Regions from separate parts of the Mus musculus genome. Here all the other regions are linked to region 2. The links are chromatin contacts, called in public HiChIP or PLAC-seq and Micro-C maps. All regions are on one chromosome and are shown on one strand. The core of a region is the stretch at or near the end of the contact, and the rest is flanking DNA. Distances in the headings are between cores, read along the strand shown. Region 1 holds the start of Gpc1 (glypican 1). Region 2 holds the start of Twist2 (twist basic helix-loop-helix transcription factor 2). Region 3 holds the start of Ankmy1 (ankyrin repeat and MYND domain containing 1).

The links. Hi-C and Micro-C count contacts between places; a contact is called where the count stands out from the background. HiChIP or PLAC-seq counts read pairs in DNA pulled down with a chosen protein or histone mark.
Region 1: a Micro-C map of embryonic stem cells shows a contact between it and region 2, with 2.1 times the contacts expected there. The contact joins the promoter of Gpc1 here to the promoter of Twist2 in region 2. A contact is called at or near these places in 2 of 39 promoter capture datasets (the C10 cell line and hippocampal neurons), 3 of 484 Hi-C or Micro-C datasets (all in embryonic stem cells) and 1 of 115 datasets of contacts at active chromatin or transcription factors (embryonic stem cells).
Region 3: a FOXA1 HiChIP or PLAC-seq map of pancreatic cancer cells shows a contact between it and region 2. The contact joins the promoter of Ankmy1 here to the promoter of Twist2 in region 2. A contact is called at or near these places in 2 of 39 promoter capture datasets (cranial neural crest and embryonic stem cells) and 1 of 115 datasets of contacts at active chromatin or transcription factors (pancreatic cancer cells).

What each region holds. Positions count from the first base shown.
Region 1 is chr1:92,829,338-92,834,332 of GRCm38.p6, forward strand. It overlaps Gpc1 (glypican 1), which reads left to right and starts at 2,308. Exons shown (of 9, transcript NM_016696.5): 1 at 2,308-2,760. The coding sequence starts at 2,595. Gm29481 (a long non-coding RNA gene) reads right to left here. Exons shown (of 3, transcript XR_003947946.1): 1 at 3,358-4,995.
Region 2 is chr1:91,800,104-91,805,100 of GRCm38.p6, forward strand. Twist2 (twist basic helix-loop-helix transcription factor 2) reads left to right here and starts at 1,358. Exons shown (of 2, transcript NM_007855.3): 1 at 1,358-2,046. The coding sequence starts at 1,524. The coding sequence ends at 2,006.
Region 3 is chr1:92,900,457-92,905,144 of GRCm38.p6, forward strand. It overlaps Ankmy1 (ankyrin repeat and MYND domain containing 1), which reads right to left and starts at 2,450. Exons shown (of 18, transcript NM_001347091.1): 1 at 2,374-2,450; 2 at 1,988-2,144. The coding sequence starts at 2,127.

The DNA of each region.
Region 1 (4,995 bases), core at 1,058-3,557, 1.0 Mb after region 2:
CTGAGAGGACTGGTTGCCTAGGTCCCTCCCTGCCCCTTGACTATGAGCTGAGACAGAGGGACCTCTGTGGACTCAAAAGACAACACTCAGCATGGTGGTGATGGGGGGGGGCAGCTTATCTCCTGCATATTTGATATATCCCAAATGCACTTCCTCCCACCTCCAGAGGAGATGTGGATGCTATGCTGTGACCCGGGCTGCTCATGCAGCTGGTGAAAGGTAGACACTCACCACTGAATCTCAGGTTTATTTCCTTTCAGTCAAGGTTGAGGCAGGTAAGTTAGCTCAGGTGTCACCTAACTAGGTACACTCTCTGACAGCTTTCTGCTACTTTTCGTAAAGTGTCCTGATCAGTAAAAGTGAGAAGAGAAACTTGGCCTTGGCATGACAAACACATCTAAGGGCCCCTTCTTGGGAGCACTAAGGCCGCTTCCATCCCAGGTTTGAGACCCCAGAAGGGAGGGGAGGCTGCTGGGGACCTGCCAGTCCTTACATGCTCCCCTCAGGCTTCCTTAGTCAGCCCCTGGGCTGCTCGCATACATGGTTCCTCAAGATTATGGAGACTCCAGTATGGAGAGGAGCACCACTTTGGAGCACTATCTTGGCTGCCAGTAGTATGACCTGTGGGAAAGTGCTATGCTGTTCTTTTGCAGGTACAGTGATAAAGATTTCCCTAGAAAAGACAGCCAACCTATACAGCATCATAGCAAAGGCCATAGCCTAAAGACCTGCCATTTTGGGGTCCAGAAATGGCTCAGACACTGAGCCTACCCCAAGGAACTATCTAGGCTGGTCAACTTACAAAGAGGCATTCAGTGGTGATGGCATGTTGAGAGGCCAGAACACATGGGGAGCACAGAAAGCAAGTAGGAGCCCTGGCCATTGCAAGTCCTCTATTAAAAGTGACAGGGATCCAAGCTGTCCTGGCCAGGACATGCAGTGGACAGGGGTCCGTGAGTCAGGAGCAGTGTTACAGTAGAGGGATGTGAGGATATCTGCTCCGATAGATTGGTTTTCCATTGTTACTCTCAAGCAATGACTGCAGAGATTAATTGGATCACTTTCCTAGGAGTTAGGACAGGAAACCCACCCCCTAAGGTGGACAGAACCCCTGACGGGAGGACATCCTGAGGCATGGGTGATTGGGGGTTTTGCCACAAACCTGCAAAGCCCTGATTCAGCTGAATCCAAGAGCGCTGCACTCTATTGACACATAGTGGTAATCTATGACTCTCAACCATAAACCACATCTCGCTTTCTTCCCATTCCCAGATTAGGTATCTAGATTCAGTCTAACCTCAGCTATGATGGCCTCTTCATAGGATAAAGGGAACAGCAGGAGGGATAGTGCTGCCCGGCAGCAGCTAAGCAAGAAACTCCAGACCCAGCACCATCACCAGCTCCCAGGTAGGTCCCAGGTAGGGTCCCTTCTCCCCACAATCATCCCTGCAGCTGCGTGACAGTTGGTGGTCTGCCACACCTGGCCTGGAGTTGAGCTGCCCAACATTAACTCCTCGCTCTATTCCTTTTGCCAGAGGTCACCTACCACGCTGCACCCAAGCCTACAGACCTGCCTCTGCCCCATTGCTCTAGCACCTAAATAGTCACGAAGAGGGACCGTAACAGTCGCTGGCAATCTGCATCAACTGAAGTCATCTGAGCTGATGAAGGCTAGTTTTTTTTTTTTTTTTTTTGGCCAGTTTTCAGCCCCCTCATCCTCCTCCAAAACACGTCAGACGAGAACTGGAGCCGCTCAGGGGCGGCTAGAAAGGGCGTATGGATGTAGGAGTTGTTGCTGGGGGGTGGGGGGCAGCAGGTGAGTAGGGAAGTGACCGGACCAGGACTGAGTAGTAGAAGCGCTAAGAGAGCAAGCCGGTAAGGTGAAGGATGGAAAGGAGCAAAGAGATGCCGAATTCGGCTGGGGGCGGGGAAGCTCCTGATTGGCCAGCGGAGGACGTGATGTCACGTCCGGCGAGGGAAGCCCTGCCTCAGCTGCCCCCCCCCCCCGCCCTGCCCCCGCCCCCACAGGTGGTGCCGCCGCCCTGGGTGCTGGGCTGGGGGGGACACCTTAGGGGACCCCGGACTCGGCCTTTGCACTCCAGGCTCTCCCCGCCGCCTCCCATCTCACCCAGGCAACGGAGCACATCGCCTGGGCTGAGAGAACATTCCCTCCTCTCCCTCCGGAGAGCGAAGGGGCGCCCGGTGCGCCCCGATCGTGCCCCGCCTCGCCCCGCCCCGCCCCGCCCGGGCGCTCCCCTCTTCCCGCCCGCGCTCCCCGCCCCTCCCTGCCCCTCTCCGCGGCCGCCGTGGGGCCGGGCGGGCGGCGGGGGAGGCGCCGAGCCGGGGCTGCGCGTTCGCCCGCCGCGCTCTAGGCGGCCCGACTGAGCGGCCGGACCTCGCGCCTCGCGCCTAGCTCCCCGCGCCGCAGCCGCAGCCGGCTTTTGTTGTCTCCGCCTCCTCGACTGCCACCGCCTCTGGACCACGAGCGTCGCGCGCTGGGACCTTGGCTCTGCCCTTCGCGCACACTGGGCTGAGCGGGCCGGCCGGGACCGAGGGAGGCGCGCACCGGCGGCCAGGGAGCCTCGGGCCCCGCCATGGAACTCCGGACCCGAGGCTGGTGGCTGCTGTGCGCGGCCGCCGCGCTGGTCGTCTGCGCCCGCGGGGACCCCGCCAGCAAGAGCCGGAGCTGCAGCGAAGTCCGCCAGATCTACGGGGCTAAGGGCTTTAGCCTGAGCGATGTGCCTCAGGCAGAGATCTCGGGTGAGTAAGGGCGCTGCGTCCGGGGGCACCGGACCCTAGCACTCGGGAGGTCTGATCTGGGCCCCTACCCGCGCCGCAGCTAGCCCCGGGCGCCAGAACCCGCCGCCTGGACTTGGAGTGGCCTCCTGCTCCTCAACTGGTCTATACCCCACGGCCCTCGCCCCCGAGCTCCGATCCGCTCTGTTGCTGCCCAGTTCCCAGCCACTACGCTCTAGAGTCCCTTCCCCATAGCAATCTGCGCTCCCTTTGGGTTAGGGTTGTTGCTGGGCGTCTTTGGTCCCCGGCTTGGCCCACTGTGCTGGCGGGGCAGCAATCCCAGCTCCGGGACAGCGTGCCTGCCGCCCTTGCGGCGAAGCAAGCGGTAGCTCTGGGACGGTCTATTGGGTCGCATATCCCGGTTGCAGTGGGCTAGGAACTTCTCTATGCGGATCTCTCCCAGAGGCGTCAAGGGTTCTGCTTAGGAATTTACGCGGATCCACAGCAGGAGCCGCCTAGGTGGGATTTATGGGGGAGATCCTACACTTCAAGCCTGGGTTCTAAGGAAATGTGAGCCCGCTGCGCGATTCAGGGGACCCCAGGGCTCGAGGGGATTCCTACCTAGGAACTTGTGCCCGCCAGCGCCCCTATCCTAGCACACTCGTGGTCTGACCGGGCGCTCCGGGCCGCCTGGAGCTGCGAGCCCAGCTGCAGGTGGTCGGCGTCTTGGATCCCGCCCAGGGGCCTTGTCATCTCTTTGTAAGAAGAGCGGCCCTCCTGGCGGCGGCCTCGGCCCTGCAGCTGCTGAGAGCAGCCCTTCCCCTCCCTTCCCTTCCCTGCTGCCTCAGGAGCTCTGGGAACCGAATCTTTATGAGCTTGGAGTGCCTATGCAATGTCCCAAGGACCTCCCAAGCCCCAGGCTTTGCTCTTAAATGTGTGGGGAGCTTTCCTGGATAAGTGTAACACCAGGGCCTTGGTGAGCAGGGAATTCCTGCTGTGGGATTCTTCTGAAACTGAGGGGGCTTGCAGACTAGAGACCAAACTCAACTGGTGTCGTAGGCACTCTGAATGAGGAAAGTAAGAGTATTGCCCAGAGGGGTGGCCTGTGGCCCCAACTTGCTTGGGAATGGCAGTAGATAGCCAGCCATGGAGAACCCTGTTTCTGGGGAGAGACAGAACCCACAAGACACATTGTGTGGCCTGAGTCTCTTGACTATCTCCCTCTCAAATGCCCTCAGAACAGGCCTTTCTATGCCTCTCTCTACATACAGCCCTGCCATTGCCAAAGCCACCTCCTACAGTTCTCTGGGCACTGTCACCCGGTGCCTGGCAGCAGCAGGTATAGTTTGGTTGGTACCCTGCTCACTCTACCCACCTCCAAACACACAGAAATAGGAACATATACCCTGACATCCTTGTGTATCTCTTATCCCTGCCAGACGTACCCTGCTCCGCACACATACCAGCCTGAGGCCTTCCAGCCTACATCTTACCTTGGCATGGATATGCCACCCATCTTAATGCCTTCTTGGAGACCTTCTTGAGCTTGTACCCACCCACAGCTACTGTGCCCGAGTAGGCAGGGACTGGCAATGTAGGCAGTGACAAGGGCAGTGAGAGGGCAAAATAAAGAAGCAGAGGTGTGGTCCTTCCAGAGAGCCTGGTTCTTACTACCCTGCAGTTGGGGAATGTGGGGGATTAGGAACAAGACAAGCAAAAGGCTTTGATGTCTGTGAGGACAGCCGTAGATGCCCATCCAGCTGGGGTGTGTAGGCACCCTGCAGAATTACAGCAGTCATACTGGTTGGGGCCCAGTGTTTGTTCAGAGACACCCTATTTATTGACATGCAAGGCTGGGGCCTATGTTTTCCCATCATCCCTATTGGTGCACCTCAGAACTGGTGCCACACTTTTCTGGAACCCCATGGGCTGCACCTCACAGCCCTCAGAGTGGGAGAATACCTCCAAGCCCCAGGGCACTAAAGAGAGTATTAGCATGTGGAGTGAGAAACAGGGTGACCTCCTAAGATAGCAGTAGCCCAAAGGGCAGCCAAGCTCAGGGTCCTGTCTGGTTCTGTGCCACCAGACCTGGACTCTGAGGACCAGGCGCCCTCTGGTGGCCCCTAATGGCGCAGTCCTCCCTGGAGCTCCTATGTAATCCCTTAGTTCCAAAGAGCTCCTACTTATAAGAAATATGGGAATACCCCAGGAGATAGGTGCCTGCTGAGGTTCAACTGGAGTCATTGGGTGATTAGGAGA
Region 2 (4,997 bases), core at 108-2,607:
CCAGTGGTGCGTGTTGCATGTCCCCAAAGGTGGAGAGCCCAGGCCTTTGGTGAGGGGGCAAGAAGTGGCATACACAGCTCTTCCAGCTCCTTAGACAGTGGTCTCAACCCGAGGGCCCCACATCGGGGGCCCTCCCCACTGCCCCCAGGAGTGGCTGAGGCTGTAGCAGTCTCTGGCCTCAGGTTCAACTTCAATAAGACCTAGTTAGCCCTTGATCACAGGGCTTCTCTGACAGCCATGCTCAAGCCTGGCCTAGTTGAGCCCGGGTCACCTGGGAATAGGTTCAAAGGCAAGGAAGCTGTAAACCACCTCCAGGCCCCAGCTAGAGCGGCCTGGCGAACAAAGAGACCCCAAGCACTTCAAACGCGCTGGCTGGCGCTCGGCGCTCAGAGTCCAGATGGCAAAGGGCCGGGATCCGTGATGTCTGTTCACCAAGGCCTGGCCCAATGTTCTGCAATCCTGAGCCCTCCTGCCCTGCCCATCAGTGCCCAGGGCAGGGGACTTCAGACAGGTTCAGCCTCTCCCTAGTCTCAGTGTTCTGGGCCCACCACCCGCCTGCAAGTGAAGCACAGTACAGAGGCTGAGGCTGAACCCCAAACCGGGATCCAACACTCAGGGCAAGGTCAGGTAGGCAGGCATGGCGGGCACATGGGCGCTCCCGCAGAGGCTCGCTGTGATGCCTAAGCTATAAAGCATTTAGGGGGCAGGTTCTGAAAACGTGTCCAGGCTGAAGTAGCCCAGAAAATCGGGATTGAAAAAGGATCTCCAACTTGCATACTGGCCCGAGCCGGGCGGCGTCTCTATAGATCCTAGAGGCGAGATCGTGGGGGTGGACATCTCTGCCAACAGGCGAGTATCTGCCCTGCCCCGGGTCGTGGCACTCTGCCTGCACAGCTCCACTCACTGCGGGCAGGATCGCGTTGCAGACGCCGGAGGTCTCAGTGCGCGCCCCAAGAGGCTCCCAGCTGCGTCCTTGGTCCACGGAGCACATCTGGGCTTGGACTTGCCTCCTCCACCCCTCGCAGAGACCCTGAACCCTGGCAGGGCCAAATCTGCTCCAGGAGACTCAGACAAAGGCAGGCACCGTTGAACTTAGAGGTCAGCACCGCTGATTAGCGGCCCGCGCCTGGGGTAGGAGCGCAGGCTGAGCGCGCGGATCTGGCCTCCGAGATGCGGGCCACAGTCAGGGCCGAAAAAAGCGGAGACAAAACTGAAAGTGCCGCCCGGGGGGGGGGGGGGGGGCGGGGGCGGCCGGCGAAGGCCCCAGAATTTGTCCTGCCCCTGGCCACGGTGGCCAATCAGCGCGCCGCCCTCGCTCCTGACAGCTATTTAGCAACCCAGCCGGGATAGAGTTTCCAAAAAAGTTAGAATAACTTCCTCTCCCGGAGACCTCGGTTTTGCACAAGCCGGCCTCGAAATCAGAGCCTTTGAGAGCGACCCGGGAGCCTGTGCTCGGCGGCCGCGGGCTTGGCCAGTGGCGTGCGCTCGGCGCCCCCCAGCCCCACGCGCGCCGGGCGGGCGCCATGGAGGAGGGCTCCAGCTCGCCGGTGTCCCCCGTGGACAGTCTGGGCACCAGTGAGGAAGAGCTGGAGAGGCAGCCCAAGCGCTTCGGCCGGAAGCGGCGCTACAGCAAGAAATCGAGCGAAGATGGCAGCCCGACCCCGGGTAAGCGCGGCAAGAAGGGCAGCCCGAGCGCGCAGTCTTTCGAGGAGCTGCAGAGCCAGCGCATCCTGGCCAACGTGCGCGAGCGCCAGCGCACCCAGTCGCTCAACGAGGCCTTCGCCGCGCTGCGCAAGATCATCCCCACGCTCCCCTCTGACAAGCTCAGCAAGATCCAGACGCTCAAGCTGGCCGCCAGGTACATAGACTTCCTCTACCAGGTTCTCCAGAGCGACGAGATGGACAATAAGATGACCAGCTGCAGCTACGTGGCTCACGAGCGTCTCAGCTACGCCTTCTCCGTGTGGCGCATGGAGGGCGCGTGGTCCATGTCCGCCTCCCACTAGCGCCGCGCCGTGCCATCCACCTCCGGAGCCGCAAGCCAGGGTAGGTGCTGCGTGTGGTGGGCATCCACGACGCACGGGTGGGTGGGCGGACGGGCCAGTGTATCTCTCCTCGTGAAGGTACCTCAGGCAACCGCACAGGGATGGGGTGAGCTTCCTCACCCTGCAAGGGTTGGCGCGACCTGAGAAAACTCTCCTACCCCGGGGGCACGCCCAAGGTCTTTTGCCAAGGGTATCCGTTCGGAATCCACCCGCCTGTGGTTCCCCATCAGGGTCCAAATACACTTATTGGACAAATGGTCACTTTTCATTTTTGGTGGATGGGTATCTGTGGGTGACTCTGTGGGGAGCGGTTGTCAAAACGTCTTCCTTAGGCCAGCGGAGGCCAGGAGATGCGATGCCCGCTGGGTTGTGGCCGACCTGTTGCCTCGCGCTCATTCTATGGAGCTGAGGAGCCCACGCGTGGTACAGACAATCCGCTCTTTCTGATCCGCAGTTCCGGCCCGCGCCTTGGATGCTAGGGCGTTCAAGCCCTAGCCGGCTCAGTACGTAAGATGATGCTGGCCCCTGGCGCGGCAGAGAGGTTTCTGTTCAGCGCTGGGGCTCCAGGTTCACAGAGGAGCAAATCTCTGGGCGCCAAGAATGCAGTAGACCCTTGTCGCCCCAAAAGTATGGAACCCTCAAGCGCCCAGGCCTGGGTGGATGTAGCGGCTTGGAGTCTCTGGCTGCCTGCAAGCAGGTGGATCGTATTTAGAGTTGTGTGCTTAAGTACCACCATCCTTGAACTTGGAAAGACACAGAGGCAAGGGATTCAGGCTGGGTAACAGGTCTGAGTGTGCGGTGGGTGTGGATGAAGAAGCAGTGTGAGCAGGGCCTTGCCTGGGAAGAAGGCAGCTCAGCACAGCTGAGCACCGGATTGGTGTTTCAGAGAGCGTTTATCATGTCCTGCACCCGCTGCTTAGCAGACACATCCCAAATCCCCAGGCAGCCCCAGGGGCAGTATCCTGCAGGCTCTGCTTCCCTGAGGCCTTGCTTAGATCTTCGAGGGGAGCGTGGTATAGAAAATTCTTCCCACTTAATTTTCCTTCGTTTTTCATGCATCTTGTGTGTTTTTTTTTAAATGAAAGTCTCCGCTTAACACAGAAAGAATTTGGATTAATCAAGATTAACATGATTATCCATTGTCCCAAACATCTATTTACACTTTTATAATTTTATAATATCTTGAAAGTTGCTGCTGTGGCCACAAAATGTTGGTCTCATACAGTGGGTTTGTTTTCTTTCTTCCTTTCCTTTCTTACCCTCTTTCTTTCTTTTTTTTAAAATCCTTTATTTCTATCATCAAAAAAATGTTTTCATGAAATAACCTCTGGGATACGACTATTTTATAGTTTTTAAGAAGAGCTTTTAACAGAGTCACTTGTGGGAATCTTCCCCTGTGTTTGTCAAAAACAGATGGGAATTGTCTCAATCACGTATTTCTCTAGGAAAGAAAGTTTGGGTTGGCAAAGTACTCGAAGCTTCAGAGGGATAATACATTAATTCTGTTTTTTTGCTGCCTAAATTATGAGTGTCCATTAGTTAAGTTCCACTCACCCCTCTTACCGCCATGGTTTACAACACGTCTGAGGGAGCCGAGACAGATGAAATGCACCATCTTTTTTATACACACACATAGAATTTGTTTAAGGGAAATGTCAACAGAACTATCGTTAAGATAGTCCTTCCGAAAATTATTGAAAGCCAACACTAGGAGATCCTACCCTGATGCAAGAATTTAGTGGGGGCATTTAAAATTCATTTTAAGATAATTGCTCTCTTCAACAACTTTGATTCAATCACAGTTTGCAATCAAATATGTTTTAAAATCCAAAAATGCAATATCTGTAATAAACAAATGAAAAATGTTAAGAGCTTATTTGGACAAAAAGGCATTAAACTATCAGATAACACATTGGGTTGGAAAGCAAGATGCAGGCCTGTTTACTTTCAAATAATCAAATACAAAGGCTAGTGGGCTTAGCTGGTGTCTGGCCACACAGAGGACTCTTTCCAAGGCAATGTGTCCCTGTTTGATGCACTCACTGATGTTGGACCTGCCTTGGTCTGATTTGTTTGGGTTGTGCTAACTAGCACCTTTATGTTCTTATTCTTAACCCATCCTTCTTAAGGAGCATAAATGCAATTGTAATTACTTTAATCTTCTAGAAATGTTGCTAATTGTAATTGGTTATTTCTCTGTAACATTTCCAAGGAACATTAATTACAGCCCTGGAGGGAAAGGAACCTAGACATTTCATGAACTGTATATACTTTTAATGTCTATTGTGACATATTTTTACTAACGACACAAAGCTTAAATCGTCCTTGACGGTGGAGAGAAACAGGGCCTGGCCCATGAAGTCCAGCTTATAGTAAAGTTCTTCCTTGGCTGGGTGTTCTAAAACTCAATTAGACTAAGTATCAGGGGTCTTCCCAGTCAGCAGGACTCAAATAACTGAAAGAAGCCTCAGAAGGGGTCCAGTGTGTTTGTGAGACGTAGGAGCCCTCTGAGCAGGGTCGCTGTCACCTGGTCCGGAACAGAGAAAGGCAGTCATTTCTCATCCACTATTTATTCTGCCGTCTTGGTCATGGTTTAAGGCAGCCTCGTCTCTCGTTCTGCTGACTCTGCAAGGCTTTTCAACAGGTTTTAATCTCCAACGACCGGACTTTCCTTTCCTTTCCTTTCCTTTCCTTTCCTTTCCTTTCCTTTCCTTTCCTTTCCTTTCCTTTCCTTTCCTTTCCTTTCCTTTTTCCTTTCCTTTCCTTTTTCCTTTCCTTTCCTTTCCTTTCCTTTCCTTTTTCCTTTCCTTTCCTTTTTCCTTTCCTTTCCTTTCCTTTCCTTTCCTTTCCTTTCCTTTCCTTTCCTTTCCTTTCCTTTTTCCTTTCCTTTCCTTTTTCCTTTCCTTCTGAGCACGTTTGGTTCCTGTGGACAGAGTATGTGTCTCCCTCACC
Region 3 (4,688 bases), core at 1,200-3,699, 1.1 Mb after region 2:
ATCTGGCTGCAGCCTATGAAAGAGGATGTGGGAGCAGGAAGCTTTGGCTTTTGCCTGCTTGTCCTCACTCTTGTGGGCAAGTTCATCTCTCCTGCTGCTGAGGCAGGCCTTCACTGTTGTTAGAACCTACTTATTTGGTATTACAACAAAGACGAAAGGTCAGCTGAAACATCCGACCTGTGGTCTCAACAACTACCAGATTCTTGCTCGGTTTTTCTTTCAGGAGACAGCAATTGTTGGACTACTCAGACCACAGCCTGTAGGTCACTTTAATATATCACATATATCAAATTTGTATATGAAGATGTGTATATATGTATATATAACATATTATATATGTGTTATAAATTATATATGACAGAATATAACATATATACTCTGTGAATTCTGTTCTGTTAAAAAAAAAAAAAAAGCCTGACTAACAAACCCCTGACCCAGCACACCAGTGAGATCTCGAGAGCCTGTAAAGGTGCATTGAACCTAAACTCAGCATCTACCCAATAGAGAAAGGCTCCCACTGTGAGGAGATGAAATATTTGGTATCCTACACCATCTTTATATCATTATACAGAAAGAAGCCAGGAAGGACAGGTATTCAAACTATCATGATAAGGTGGAAGGCACTGTTGTAGGCTGTTGTAAATTCTTCTCTTTTCCCCTGTCCAACAGGTCTTCCTGTGGCCCCAGCTGGTCTCAGACGTAATATGAAGCCTAGGGTAATCTTGAACATCAACCCTCCTGCCTCTGCCTCCCAGATGTGGAACTGCAGCCTCTCATTGCTATGACAGGCTTGTGCTGGCCTGGAGGGGTTGATCCCAGGGCTTTGGGCATGCTAGAAAAACACTACAACTGAGCCACATCCCCAGCCCTGAGTTGGAATCCTAATGCTGCAATCCTAAAAGCTAGTAGCTCAGAAATGTCCTTCGTATCTGAGGTGATTAGGTTGGGCCCTAGGCCAGGGTGACTAGTTCTCATGAGAAGGGCACCTTCTTTTGGGCATAGGGACACACAAATGGGAGATGAAACGCACAGACAGAGGGAGGTCAATACAAGTCAGGGAGAGATCTCTGAAAGAACATCAAGCCAGAGGCCCTTTGCTCTTGGGTTTCTGCCTCCAGCACTGTTTGAGGGTGGGGTCTGTATTGCACCATTTAACCTTGGCACTTTTTTTTTTTAAACAGAGATATTAACAAAGTGAGACCTGGCCTGAAGTTCCTGCCTCCCAACATGGCACAAGACCACTTGGCTACTTCTTGGAAAGGGCTATCAATAAGAGGAAAGAAAGGGAATGTTTTTCCTGGGGGGAAAAATGTGAATTCAATCAAGAAAATCGAACTATAACCAAGAGAGCTGGAAAGGCCAGTGTAGAGGCTTTAGAGATGAGCAGCTGGCACAGAAGGAAGGGCCCAGTCACCTGGCTCTGCCACTTCCAATTGCTCATCCTAACTGGATTCCTGGCTCCCTTTGTGATTTAGTTCCCTCATCTGTGAGAGAGACTGTGTGAGTCTGCTAGGCAGCTACCACAAACCACCTGGTTCTAGGAGCCGGAAGCCCAAGGTCCAGGTATCAGTGTGTTTGAGCTCATGAAGCCTTGCTTCCTAGAACCTTGTGAATGTGAGCTCCAGTTGGCAGAGAAAAGGTATAGAGAGAGAGAGAAAAAAAAAGCAGAGCTCTAGTCAACATGAACTTTGAGCAATGTAGTAGTCATAGCAGTAGCTGCAGCAGCAGTAGCAGTAATAATAGTAATATTGCACGCAGGGTCTCACTATACAGCCCTAGATGGTCTAGATTGCCCTATGTAGGCCAGGCTGGCCTTGAACTGATAGAGATCTGCCTCTGTCTCCCCAATGCCGTCATTAAAGTAGGATACCACCATACAAGGTTCCCTTTTTAGGGAATTTTTAAGGTCTGCCCTAATATTAAATTCCAGCGGATGCTTGGCCCCGTGGTACTGATTACACCTTCCTGCCCGCAAGTCCCCCTGCACCTTCTGAAGAAGGTGTAGCTCTTCACGGAATCCTGGCTCTCAGTGTCAAGAGACCGACCATTTTGCCCCTCCAGACCTCTGGAGCTTAAAGTTTTCGAGCCTTGAGAGTCCGTGGTAACAACGGAACGAATTTCTTCCATATCTCTCCTCTTCAAACCTAGAAATAAATCTGTGGTCACAATTCGCCCTCAGAACCGTGGACAGTGGCATCTGGGGGAACTGCCCGCAGCTTTTCTGATTATTCTAGTAGCCCCCTCTAGCTCCTGAGGGCTTACTAGCCTATGGGAGTTCGGGGAAAGGGGGGCGGGCGTTCCCTGGCCTTCCCAGGAGTGGTCGCCACTGTAAGGGTCGTCAAAACCATGTGGGATCTAGCCTCGGCCACTGACCTCAGGGTCACCTTCAGCAGACCGAAACCTTGGTCTAAATCACACCAAGTGTCTCAGAGTAATGGAGTAAATCCAGTACAGAAGTGCGTCACGTTGCCGTGGAGACGGCCACGCCCAGTTACAGCCAATCCTAGCCAAGTTGTGCTGACTCCTCCCTTCACTCCCCCCACCCCCATTCAGACCCGCCCCTGGACAAATCTGCAATTAGATAGCTGAGCTGCGATTGCCACGGGCCTGTCTCAGACACCACCAATCCCTGAGCTGGGAAAGCAGGCTCTGCCACCGCTAAAGCTCAAGTCCTTCTGTGGATGCTGGCTTAGCGTGTCGGACCCACGTTGAATTAGCCTCTGGACCAGAAGCTACCAGCACTCATGAGAGAAAGCTGTGGAAGACCCTGGAGCCAAGGCTTCGTTAAGGCCGTCTAATTGCCAAGTTCAGCTTTACCAGTGGGTGCAGCCTGGTCTTGGCAGAGGGGGAACCTCAAGGAGAGGGTCTTCCAGGACAGGGTTGCAAACAGGATGCACAGGAGTATAAGTCCAGAGGCACAGTGAATGGCTGGATACCAGTGTGCTGAGGCCCCATGGGCCTTAGGAGGAGATACAGATAGTGAGATTGGGCCAAAAGATATGATGTGCCAAAAATGGATTTATATTTATAAATGCATACACGGGCACTTAGCAGACAAAGATCAAGAAGCTATATTTCCACGGCTTGTCATACACATTTCCCAGGCACAGTGGGGAACCCATCCCTGCACTTAGGAAGCTGAGGCAGGAAAATCACTCCAAGTTAGAGGTCAGCCTGGACCAGAGTGAGACCTTGCATCATCCCAATGTCCCATCCTTCCCCAAAAGGAATGTTTTCATAATATGTTAACATTCGTTAAGAAAACCTAGGAACACTAGCTTTTGAAATTTTGGTGGATTGGTAAACTTGGCAGATTCCAGGGATTGATGACTGGAGACTGATCTCAGGCCAACTTGCTTTCAGCAAATTAGCAACTTTCCTTGCCAAAACGGGTGTCTGCAAACATGAAGGGGTTCACTGAGTCACTGCTGTTGCTATAGAAGTCAGTGAATCACTGGCTGGGAACGAGGCTTTTCTACTAAAACTGTTAAAGACTGAAAAGTTAACAAAGATCACTGGAAGTCACAAATTGGACCCGATTCTGACATTTGGAAGCAATGGTGAGTGTCTTAGTCAGGGTTTCAATTCCTGCACAAACAACATGACCAAGAAGCAAGTTGGGGAGGAAAGGGTTTATTCAGCTTACACTTCCACATTGCTGTTGATCACTAAAGGAAGTCAGGACTGGAACTCAAGCAGGTCAGGAAGCAGGAGCTGATGCAGAGGCCATGGAGGGATGTTCCTTACTGGCTTGCTTCCCCTGGCTTGCTCAGCCTGCTCTCTTATAGAACCAAAGACTACCAGCCCAGAGATGGTCCCACCCACAAGGAGACCTTCCCCCTTGATCACTAATTGAGAAAATGCCTTACAGCTGGATCTCGTGGAGGCATCTCCCCAACTGAAGCTCCTTTCTCTGTGATAACTCCAGCTTGTGTCAAGTTGACACAAAACTAGCCAATACAGTGAGAAAAGAGGAATTCCAAAAGGACTCTGCCTCAACTGCAAGGTGGTTTTATGGTTTCACAAAACTGGAGGACAAAAAATACAGGGTGCCACTGATGGCGTGTACCCATCAATTGGCCCAAGCCCAAAACTGTCGTCTGAAAAAGTACACAAATATATGTGGCATGTGCTAAGTGAAAAATTCCATTGTTTAAAGTGTGTGTGTGTGTTAACTCCTGTTCTGGCCCTTTGGTTTTAAATACCTTAAGACTAAATGATGCCTGAAAATGTCAGCACATATGGAGCTGTAGAAGAGTAAGGAACAGGCGGGCTTTCTGATGTCTGATTCAATCTGTCAAGTCAGCAGGCCTGAGAAACAGCACCTGTGGGCACTTCCCATATGCTGCATCCGTACTCAGGACTACTGAGTGCTATGAAGGACAATAGGGGCCTCAAAATCCAGGCTGAAGGTCGAAGGGCAGGGCTGTTCTACATAGAACTATTCTGTCCTGTGTGTCCTCTCAGGGGCTTAAACTGTTAACTGTCAACCCACAATAAGCCTGTGTAAGACAGCAACACATTATGCCAAGACCCCTTTTGTATTGTGGCAAAACAAAGCTCAGAAAAGGTTCATAAAGAGTTTATTCACTACTTGTATACTCCCAATACTTTGTGTATTCTGTTCTTTTCACTATTTCTATTGAAAAAAAAAGAATGTGGTCATGACCCATTGAACTGATGTGTCA